3 separate regions of the Sus scrofa genome follow, and all the other regions are linked to region 3. A link is a contact called in public HiChIP or PLAC-seq data. All regions are on one chromosome and are shown on one strand. Each heading gives the region's core, a stretch centred on a gene start, on an enhancer-like site or on the middle of the called end of the contact. The rest is flanking DNA. Distances are from core to core; before and after follow the strand shown. Region 1 overlaps CFLAR (CASP8 and FADD like apoptosis regulator). Region 2 holds the start of ORC2 (origin recognition complex subunit 2). Region 3 holds the start of FAM126B (a long non-coding RNA gene).

Region 1 (3,074 bases), core at 198-2,697, 76 kb before region 3:
CACCAAGGAACAGAGGGGCCCCACCTCATACCAGTTTGGGCGTCATACAAAGGGGTCAGGGGGAGATAAATAACTGAAGGTTATGACACATCACCCTTCACTACCGATTCTCAATTCTCCACACCAAATAAGAACAATATGAAGTATGGAGAGTCACAAATAATTCAGGATAATAACTTCAACCAATAGTTTCAACGTCTTGTCTTGCCAACTTTATCAGCGAGTATTACACTATAAAAGTGAAAGTAAGCAAATGTTATTTCTCTTCTGGCTTCTCAGCAGGAAACAGGAAAAAGATTAAAAGTTGGGAAAGAAACACAGCCTTGGGTTAACAACAAACTGGGAACTAAGCAGCCACTGGACAAACAAGAGCTGGCTCGAGTGCTCTTAATTCAATTTGGCCAGCCTATGGGCAGTATCTGGACACAATCACATACAGTCTCGTAGAACTTTCTACTCAGGAGGCTCACATCCTGCCAGATATGGCAGATTTAAATAAGTCTGTGACTCCTCGACCCTCCTTGCTTAAAAAGATAGTGTGTAATCCCCTCCCCTTGAACACAGGTAACTCGTTCCTAATGAATGGAGTGTGGCAGAAGGGCTACCACGTGACATTCAAAGTCAAATCACTAGGGGGAAGCCAGCTGCCATGTCTTGAGAACACTCCAGACAGGGCCCTGGTGCCAAACAGGTCCCCAGTGCCATGTGAAGAGGCCCACATGGAGAAGAACGCAAGCCACACACCAACTTCCCAGCCACTCGAGAAGCTCCTCCAATGCCAAGGACCCAAGCTGACATATGACAGCAACCTCTCAAGAGACTCAGGGCTGGGACAGCCTGGCTCCGTCACTTCTAAATTCCAGACCCCCAGAAGCTATGAGAGGTATAAATAAATTAGTATCGTTGTTTTAAGCTATAACATTTTGGAGCAATTTGTACACATTATGAGATAAATAATTCACTAGGTAAGTCAGCAAAAGGGAATGATAATAACCATTACCTAAGAATGGAGTGTAATTAAGCAACTTACTTTTCTCCTTCCGCCTGACCCGCAAGTAAGGTAGGGGTGAAGAAAATGAATTAAATTCATTTTTTGAAATATATATATATCAAGTAATAATAAGATACAAGCCCCCAAGAGATATAAAGAAGTTGCCAATCTCCTTAAAACCTTACAATAACTAAGTATGTTCAAGGAATGACAGTTGCTGAAAACCTATTAAGTACCTCACTTGTCAGCATAGGAGCTCAGAGTGCTAGGAGAGGTGAAGAAGCACTGCCCCCTAGGCACGGCCTCTGAGGGTGTAGGTAAGGCTTGAGATCCAGTTCTGAGCTGGGGATGACACACAGGGCTGTACCATGTACCAGGTACCAGGACAGAGCCTGGACAGGACTCAGGGGCCATCCCCACTGCTTTATTCCAAACGCTCCCTTCCGGAGTGGCACTCTCTAGTCATGGAGCACTCTCTCCTCCAGGGGGCAGAAGCGAACCGAGAAACATCAGGCTCAAAGCTCTTTTGTTTACTTAATTTCAGACTGGCTCCCTGGATCAAAACCTTCTTTTCACTGATAAGAGTGCCTCCCTTATCAAAGTCTTTGAAAGAAAGCCATAGTCTCCCTTTCCATCCTGACATGCAGAGGTCTGGAGGCAACACAGGCTGTCTTGTGCCTTAATCTCTTTTCTTTATCTGGGTTCTGGCTAGAGCAGCAGCTGGGCTGTCATAAGGCAGTCAGCAGGCAGCTGCGTGATACGAGGGTAAAAGAGGAACAGCCTTGGAAACCCAAGATGTGAGTTTCAGTCCTGGCCTCTCCACCTACTTGCTGGTCTGAACCTTGCCTGGTCCTGAAAGAAGACTGACTGACACCATGGGAATCTGAGGTCTAGGGAATCTGAGGAAGGTCTCACCTAATAGAACAGGAGGAAAAAGCCTAAAGCTGGAGGTGAAGCTAAAGGCCAAACAGGTCCCCAATGCCAAGTATAAGGCCAATAAGAACACCAAATCTAGGGCCTCAGACCAAGATGGAGCATCCCCTAAACATCCCTGTGGCAACACAGTCACTCCAGGGACACAGCCTGAAGCCATCAGGCTGGCATTTCCCATGAACATCACATCTTTCCTCTGACAGATGGTGAGGATGGATGCTGGGTGCCATTTGCAATGTTCTTTCTTGGGCTAGCAAGAAAGAATAAGGATAGAGCCCAGTCTAATTTACAGGATCAAGGGGATCACGACAGTGTGACTTTGAACAAATTACATCTGTAATTTATCCACCTATAAAATGGGATCAATACTGATGCCTCTACCATGTCCTCCAGAAGGTGGCTGTGAGGCTCCATTGAGATGTCTATAAGGACGCTTTGCAAATTGTGAGCAGTTATTCAAACATAAGATATTAATTTGAGGAGTTCCCGTCGTGGCGCAGTGGTTAACAAATCCGACTAGGAAACATGAGGTTGCGGGTTCGGTCCCTGCCCTTGCTCAGTGGGTTAATGATCCAGCGTTGCTGTGAGCTGTGGTGTAGGTTGCAGATGCGGCTCGGATCCCGCGTTGCTGTGGCTCTGGCGTAGGCCGGAGGCTACAGCTCCAACTGGACCCCTAGCCTGGGAACCTCCATATGCCGTGGGAGCGGCCCAAGAAATAGCTAAAAAAAAGACCCCAAAAAAAAAATAATTAAATAAATAAGATATTAATTTGAGGAGTTCCCATTGTGGCTCAGCAGGTTAAGAATTGATGTGGTCTTTGTGAGGATGTGGGTTTGATCTCTGGCCTCACTCAGTGGGTTAAGCAGCCAGCACCGCCACAAGCTGCAGTGTAGATGGCAGATACAGCTCGCATCGGGTGTTGCCATAGCTGTGTCATAGGTCTCAGCTGCAGCTCTAATGGAACCCCTAGCTAGGAACTTCCATTAGTTGCAGATGTGGCCATAAAAAGGAAAAAAAAAAAAGGATTAATTTTGAAGAAATAAAGGCACTTTACTACAAGTCATGGAGCTTTCTCTCACATTGGAATCTACCTCCTTAGAACCCAGAGGGAGGTCTCTACAGTCTAAACTCAAATGGACTCAGAGCAGCT
Region 2 (3,164 bases), core at 352-2,851, 91 kb after region 3:
AATTGGCCCTCCTCATCTTCTGATAAGTCTGTCTGAAGAAGTGTTTAAATTTAAAGACCAGGGGATATCCCGCGTGGCTATGGCTCTGGCTAGGCTGGTGGCTACAGCTCCGGTTAGACCTCTACCCTGGGAACCTCCATATGTCAAGGGAACGGCCCTAGAATAGGCAAAAAGACAAATACATAAATAAATAAAATAATAAAATAAAATAAAATAAAAAAGACCAGGGGATATATGACTACTTGCCAGTGTTCTGAGAGCCAAACAAGAGAGGATTCTTTGTCTTCTACACATTTTATCCAGTTCCACCAATCAATTTCAGTATGACTTCTCATTTTTATTCTGTTGAGTCTAGATCCTCTGGTTCACCTTGTAAACTCCTGCTCTTCTGTTAAGTGCAAGAGATCTAATTGTTCCTTGTTTCAGACTTTGACCAATCCTCCAGGTCTCAGTCCCATTCTGCTCTTCTGTCTTCAGATGCTCCTGTAGATTAATCCTTGAGACTAACTGGAAATCTGAGAAAGAAATAGACTTCTTTTTGGCATTTCATTGCTGGCCTGGGTTGCAGCTTACTCTGCTGTGCTTGATCACACCACATCTTCCAAAGTTGTGTCAACTTGGCTCACTTCCTTTCCTGTTCTTTTGTGCATATACTTAAAAATACTTTTTAACTCTGTTATTTTAATGGCATTTCAAGACAGTGTTTATTTCACCATGTTTAATCCAATTTTATTAAAGACTCAAACTCAACTATTTCAAACTATAACCCAATTAGCTGCTGGCATCTCACACAAAATTAACTTAGTCCTCTCTTTCTCCATGGAAAAATCTAATTTTCTACCCAAAATGTCTGTGAATACCTGGGAGAGTTGCCGTTTTATGATCACCTCTATCTTCAACTTCCTGCCACCCCTGAATTCTGGATCTCCATTCTAAATGGTATGGCTCTTTGTTTTTATCTACCTTAGTATCAACCTAGAAGGGAAACTCAGCTTCTTACCTCTATTTTCCACACATATACCATAAAAACAAAGTCAAAACCCACCACTCAGGAGTTCCCGTTGTGGCTCAGTGGTTATGGTTCCTAGTCGGATTCGTTTCCTCTGCGCCACATTGGGATCTCCGGCTCAGTGGTTATTAATCCAGCTAGCATCCATGGGGATGCGGCTCTATCCCTGGCCCCGCTCAGTGGGTTAAGGATCCCCCTGGTGTTGCCATGAGTTGTGGCGTAGCTCGCAGACTCTATTCGGCTACCGCGTTGTTGTGGCTGTGGTGTAAACTGGCAGCTGCAGCTCTAATTTGAACCCTAGCCTGGTAATTTCTATGTGCCACTGGTGTGGCCCTAAAAAGAAGAAAAAAAAGATTGCTACAAGACAGACCGATCGCTCAGCCCGCTCCACTTCCTTCAACTTCCTCAGACCTAATCAACACTGCCTTCTCCCTTCCCCGGAAACGGAAAGAGGAAAGACAAGGCCCAGAACCCAGAGCTGGGGATTCGGTTTCCTTGGGTTTCTTGTGGGCAGGGCCATGAGGCCGGCGCCGACGGGCTGGCAGAGCCGTCGCTCTCGGCCGACTTCACTTCCTATTGGCTCCCCGGGGCTCCGCCTCCTAAGCAGGGCGGGAGATTCGGTGTGCAGTAGGGAGGCTTCCCATTACCCCCCCCACGCGGGCCTCGGGAGCTCCTCTGATCAGCTCTGCGACCCTACACTCAAGCTGCCTTCAAGAATTTGGCCTTTCCTGCTGCGACTGAAGCCGCCTTCCCAACAGCGACCGTTCAGCTGGGTAGCGTCCGGCAGGCGCGAGGCGGCCGCAGCCGCGCCTGGTGAAGACCTAGCGGTGCGTAGAGGGGTGGCTGGGCAGCCTGCCTCCTCTCCTTAGCAAGGGGCTGGCGAGGTGAGTACAGGTGCACCTAGTCCCCGGCCTTCGCCTTTGCAGAGGGCAGGGTCGCTGCGCCTCCCTCTCTGCCCTCTCCAGACTGCCACCAGTCCCGCCCGCCTGAGGACCCCCGGCTGGCGGAGCGCTGCCAACTGATCAGTTGCGAGAGGCCCAGACTAAAGTCAGCAAATACTTGGGGTGGGAGGCCCCCTCTTTAAAGACATCTCCTTCTGTCCAGCGGTGATGGGTCTTCTGTGCAAGGGATGTCTGTTACCATCATACCTGTTTCCCGGTGGGAGGAGCCTTGTGCTTGTAGAGAGAGAACTGGGAAAATTCATAACGAAAGTAGTAAGGTGTCTTGGGAGAGGAACAACTACAATACGGGCTGAGGAGGAAGAGATCTTGTCCTGAGCTCTTTGATATCATCCCAGCCTGGAAGCACCAAGAGAATCCTCCTAACTGAACACAGCCACCCTGGGACAGTGCTTAGGTGTAAAATGTTAAACCTTTAGTAGAGCTTTTTAAGTTAAAAAGATATCGATGCATTGCTTTTCGCTGTACAGCTGAAATCCTAGAAGTACGGCTACATCTTCCCCTAGTTTATTGCAGTCTGAAGAAAAATAGGTACTGTTTTCATTAGGCAAAAGGTGCCACACCTTTGCCTAAAGACACTGCCTTTTTTTGGGGGGGGGGGCACACCCCAGCATGTGGAGGTTCCCAGGCTAGGAGTCCAATCAGAGCTACTGCTGCCATCCTATGCCACAGCAATGCTGGATCTGATCTGCATCTGTGACCTACACCACAGCTCAGGGCAACTCTGGATCCTTAACCCACTGAGCAAGGCCAGGGATGGAACTCGCATCCATCCTCATGTATCCTAGTGGGATTGGTTAGCTGCTGAGCCAGGAAGAGAACTCCCGACACTGCTCCTTAAATGGACGTTATTCAACATTTATTGAGCACTTTTTCTGTTAGATGTACCCATGAAAATGAACCAGTAGTGATCTAAGAAAGAAATGGAAATTTTATTTTATTTTATTTTTGTCTTTTGTCTTTTTTAGGGCCACACCCACGGCATATGGAAGTTCCCAGGCTAGGGGTTGAATTGGAGCTACAGCTGCTGGCTTACACCACAGCCACAGGAATGCCAGATCGGAGCTGTGTCTTCAACCTACACCACAGCTCACGGCAGTGCTGGGTCCTTAACCCACTGAGTGAGGCCAGGGATTGAACCCACAACCTCATAGTTCCTAGTGGGATTCGTTTCTGCTGCACCACGAAGGGAACTC
Region 3 (2,939 bases), core at 168-2,667:
GGGGAGTTCCCGTAGTGGCGCAGTGGTTAACGAATCCGACTAGGAACCATGAGGTTGCGGGTTCGGTCCCTGCCCTTGCTCAGTGGGTTAACGATCTGGCGTTGCCGTGAGCTGTGGTGTAGGTTGCAGATGCGGCTCGGATCCTGCGTTGCTGTGGCTCTGGCGTAGGCCGGAGGCTACAGCTCCGATTCGACCCCTAGCCTGGGAACCTCCATATGCCGCGGGAGCGGCCCTAGAAATGGCAAAAAGACAGAAAAAGCAAACAAATAAACAAAAAAAACCAAAACTGCGAATACGGTAGTAACATTAGAACACAAAAGACAAATTATCTATTTTCACATGTGATGTCTCTTCCAGCCCCTTTATCTGCATATATGCAATTTAAAAATAGTAATCACTGTAGTTCCCGTCTTGGCTCAGTGGAAACAATCCGACTAGGAACCATGAGGTCGCAGGCTCAATCCCTGGCCTCGCTCAGCAGGGTTAAGGATCTCGTGTTGCCATGAGCTGTGGTGTACGTCGCAGACGAGGCTCGGATCTGGCATTGCGGTGGCTCTGGCCTAGGCTGGCAGCAACAGCTCCGATTAGACCCCTAGCCTGGGAACCTCCATATGCCACGGGTGCGGCCCTCAAAAGACTAAATAAATAAATAAATAAAAACAGTAATCACTGCAAAAATTGATGTGGTTTTGTACCCTTTTTTTTCACTTTAACATTATGTCATAAACATTCATACCAGAAAAATCTTAAATCAAACCTATACTATGCATGACGGTAAGGCAGGTATTACAGTTATTCCTATTTTACAAATATTCAATTTGAGAGCTGGTAAACCAAAAAACATGGGGCAAGGGGGTGCTGCAAGTGGCAGAAGTGGAAAAATAGCATCTGTACCTAGCAACCACAAGGATTCTCACTACATCCTTCTACAATCACCTCTCACAACTCAAAGACTTCATAGTTCTCCGCTGCTAGTTCTTCGATCTCCTTCAATTTTGAGTTACATATTCTCATCATCTTTCCTCATTTAGTCTCTCCTTTTTGACAGTTCCCAGGATAGAGTCTCATTCTTATTCTCGATCAACAGATCTCCCACCAAATCCCCAATTTACCTGACAGCAATCTGACCTCTCAGGACACTCAACATTCAACCCTCCAGCCGGAGGCAACCGGAAACGGAAGTTGTCACCTTGAGTACCTCACGGCAGGAAAGCAGAGGAGAATTTTAATACCCTGGTCCTGGGGGCACAGATTCCTGGTCCAGGTGGAGATGACATGAAGATGGCTGGAAGTGGGAAATTTCCCCGCATATCTGTGCATCTGGAGTCTGACTGATGTAAGAGAAACAGTGAAGGACCCAAGGGCGGGGAAGAGCAACGAGTCTTTGTTGGGAGACCGGAATCTTTAGACGCTGCACAAAGGGAGGGCCGCGGCCATTTTTCTCCAATCAACGGAGCTGTTGTTGGAGCGTGGACCCACCCAATGGGAGGGCCGGTTGTTGCGCTGCAGTTGGCAGGCTGCTGCGGGAGGCGGTGGCGGTAAGAAGCCGGAGGCAGCGGGGTGACAGGTAGGCGGCGGCGCTGTCTTTAGGGGACACGGAGTACCAGAAAAGAGGGATTTTCTTTTTCTCTGGCTGCAGGGAGTATAGAGAGGATCTAACGTGGGTGGTTCGGAAAGGGCGGTAGCTGGAGTGTTTGTGGTTCCGGAACCTTTCAGAGACCAGGTAGCAGCTTGGGAGGGTCGTGAGGAAGAGAAAGCAGCCGAGGCGGGTGGAGGCTGAGCCCAGTGGCGACGTGGGGGCCTCGGGCGTGGGGGGCTGCGGAGGCGCCGGCGGAGACCGGAAAGAGGCGGGAGCAAGACGGTTTAATGAGGGCTGGAGGACTCCTTGCATGAAGCTCCAAGAGAGAAGAGGACGCGGCATTGCAGGCACCTGAGAGAAATCCTAGGGCTTGCTTCGTAGGGCCATTTCTCCGGGTGGGGACGGAGGGAGCGGAGAAGAAATATTTACTGGCGGTCAGATCCTTGAAACTCTTCATAGCTGTGCATTATGTAATCCATGGCTGTTATTTACCCAAACAAGTAGGTTGCCCTCCTGGAAGAAGAGATCTTGCAACCTATTGATATGTCAGAATAGTTTTTTTCACTGCTTTGACTGTTTTCTACCCTGGCAGGCTCTGTGGGCGAGGAAGCATGAAGGATAGAGTAGTCACGAAGAGCTCATCCCAAATATGGACTTGGGCTGAGAGATAATGTTTGTTTGAGATGAGCGTGGCCAGGTTCACGTTTTATAGTTCGTGAATTTGTTTTGAGGGTCAAGGCTAATTTAAAAAAAATTTTTTTTTAATCTTCAGGAAAGTGGAGAGCCTCAAGAACTTATATATACTACGAGGTAAGTGCAAGTTGGAAAATGACTAGATAATTAGTTGGTAGATTTTTTTTTTTTTACCCCCTAAATATTATGAAAGTTAGAGACTGTGAAAATAAGGTGGTGGTCTGAATTCGTTTGGTTTTTTGTTTCTGTTTTTTTTTTTTTTTTTTTTTTTTTTTTTTTTTTTTTGCCGGGGGAATCACCTTTTTAAGTAATTTGCTCTGTAAGTTGAGAAGCTATTTATGAATTATTTATTTCTTGGGTTTAAAAAGTATGTTCTTTGTATCTCTCCAGTAGAGGTAAAATGCATTTATAGACATAATTACTTGTACATCATCGTGGGTTTTTTTTTTTTAGTTTTTTTAATTCATTTTTTGCACAATGAAATGTAGAATTAAAATAGGAATTCCATTCAGTGTGTATTATGAAATGACAGACTATGAAAAACTTGATTTTATAGCTCACTGTTTTAAAGGAAGCATTATAAATGTCTAAAATGTAAGCTGATTGAAAAGTTGCTTTTAGCTTGGAAGATAAAGACTAATGTAGTATTAGCAAGTGTATCATTTTC

The links. HiChIP or PLAC-seq counts read pairs in DNA pulled down with a chosen protein or histone mark.
Region 1: a contact with region 3 is called in an H3K27ac HiChIP or PLAC-seq map of alveolar macrophages. The contact joins the enhancer-like site here to the promoter of FAM126B in region 3. A contact is called at or near these places in 3 of 5 promoter capture datasets (fetal liver, fetal skeletal muscle and liver), 10 of 47 Hi-C or Micro-C datasets (alveolar macrophages, blood, embryonic fibroblasts and 6 more) and 2 of 2 datasets of contacts at active chromatin or transcription factors (alveolar macrophages and skeletal muscle).
Region 2: an H3K27ac HiChIP or PLAC-seq map of alveolar macrophages shows a contact between it and region 3. The contact joins the promoter of ORC2 here to the promoter of FAM126B in region 3. A contact is called at or near these places in 3 of 47 Hi-C or Micro-C datasets (alveolar macrophages, heart right ventricle and skeletal muscle) and 2 of 2 datasets of contacts at active chromatin or transcription factors (alveolar macrophages and skeletal muscle).

The regions. Positions count from the first base shown.
Region 1 is chr15:104,822,149-104,825,222 of Sscrofa11.1, reverse strand. All of the region lies in intron 7 of CFLAR (CASP8 and FADD like apoptosis regulator), which reads right to left. Among named protein-coding and RNA genes, the nearest start is that of CFLAR, 24 kb to the right of the region's middle. Within about 2 kb of position 1,447, at least 43 of the 83 cell types and tissues checked have an H3K27ac peak or open chromatin away from gene starts, as enhancers often do. A contact at or near this core is called in alveolar macrophages, fetal liver, liver and 4 more, where this site is marked.
Region 2 is chr15:104,654,995-104,658,158 of Sscrofa11.1, reverse strand. It overlaps ORC2 (origin recognition complex subunit 2), which reads left to right and starts at 1,601. Exons shown (of 18, transcript XM_021074955.1): 1 at 1,601-1,893.
Region 3 is chr15:104,746,166-104,749,104 of Sscrofa11.1, reverse strand. FAM126B (a long non-coding RNA gene) reads left to right here and starts at 1,417. Exons shown (of 12, transcript XR_002339352.1): 1 at 1,417-1,567; 2 at 2,352-2,389. NDUFB3 (NADH dehydrogenase [ubiquinone] 1 beta subcomplex subunit 3) reads right to left here and starts at 1,270. Exons shown (of 4, transcript XM_021075852.1): 1 at 1,113-1,270.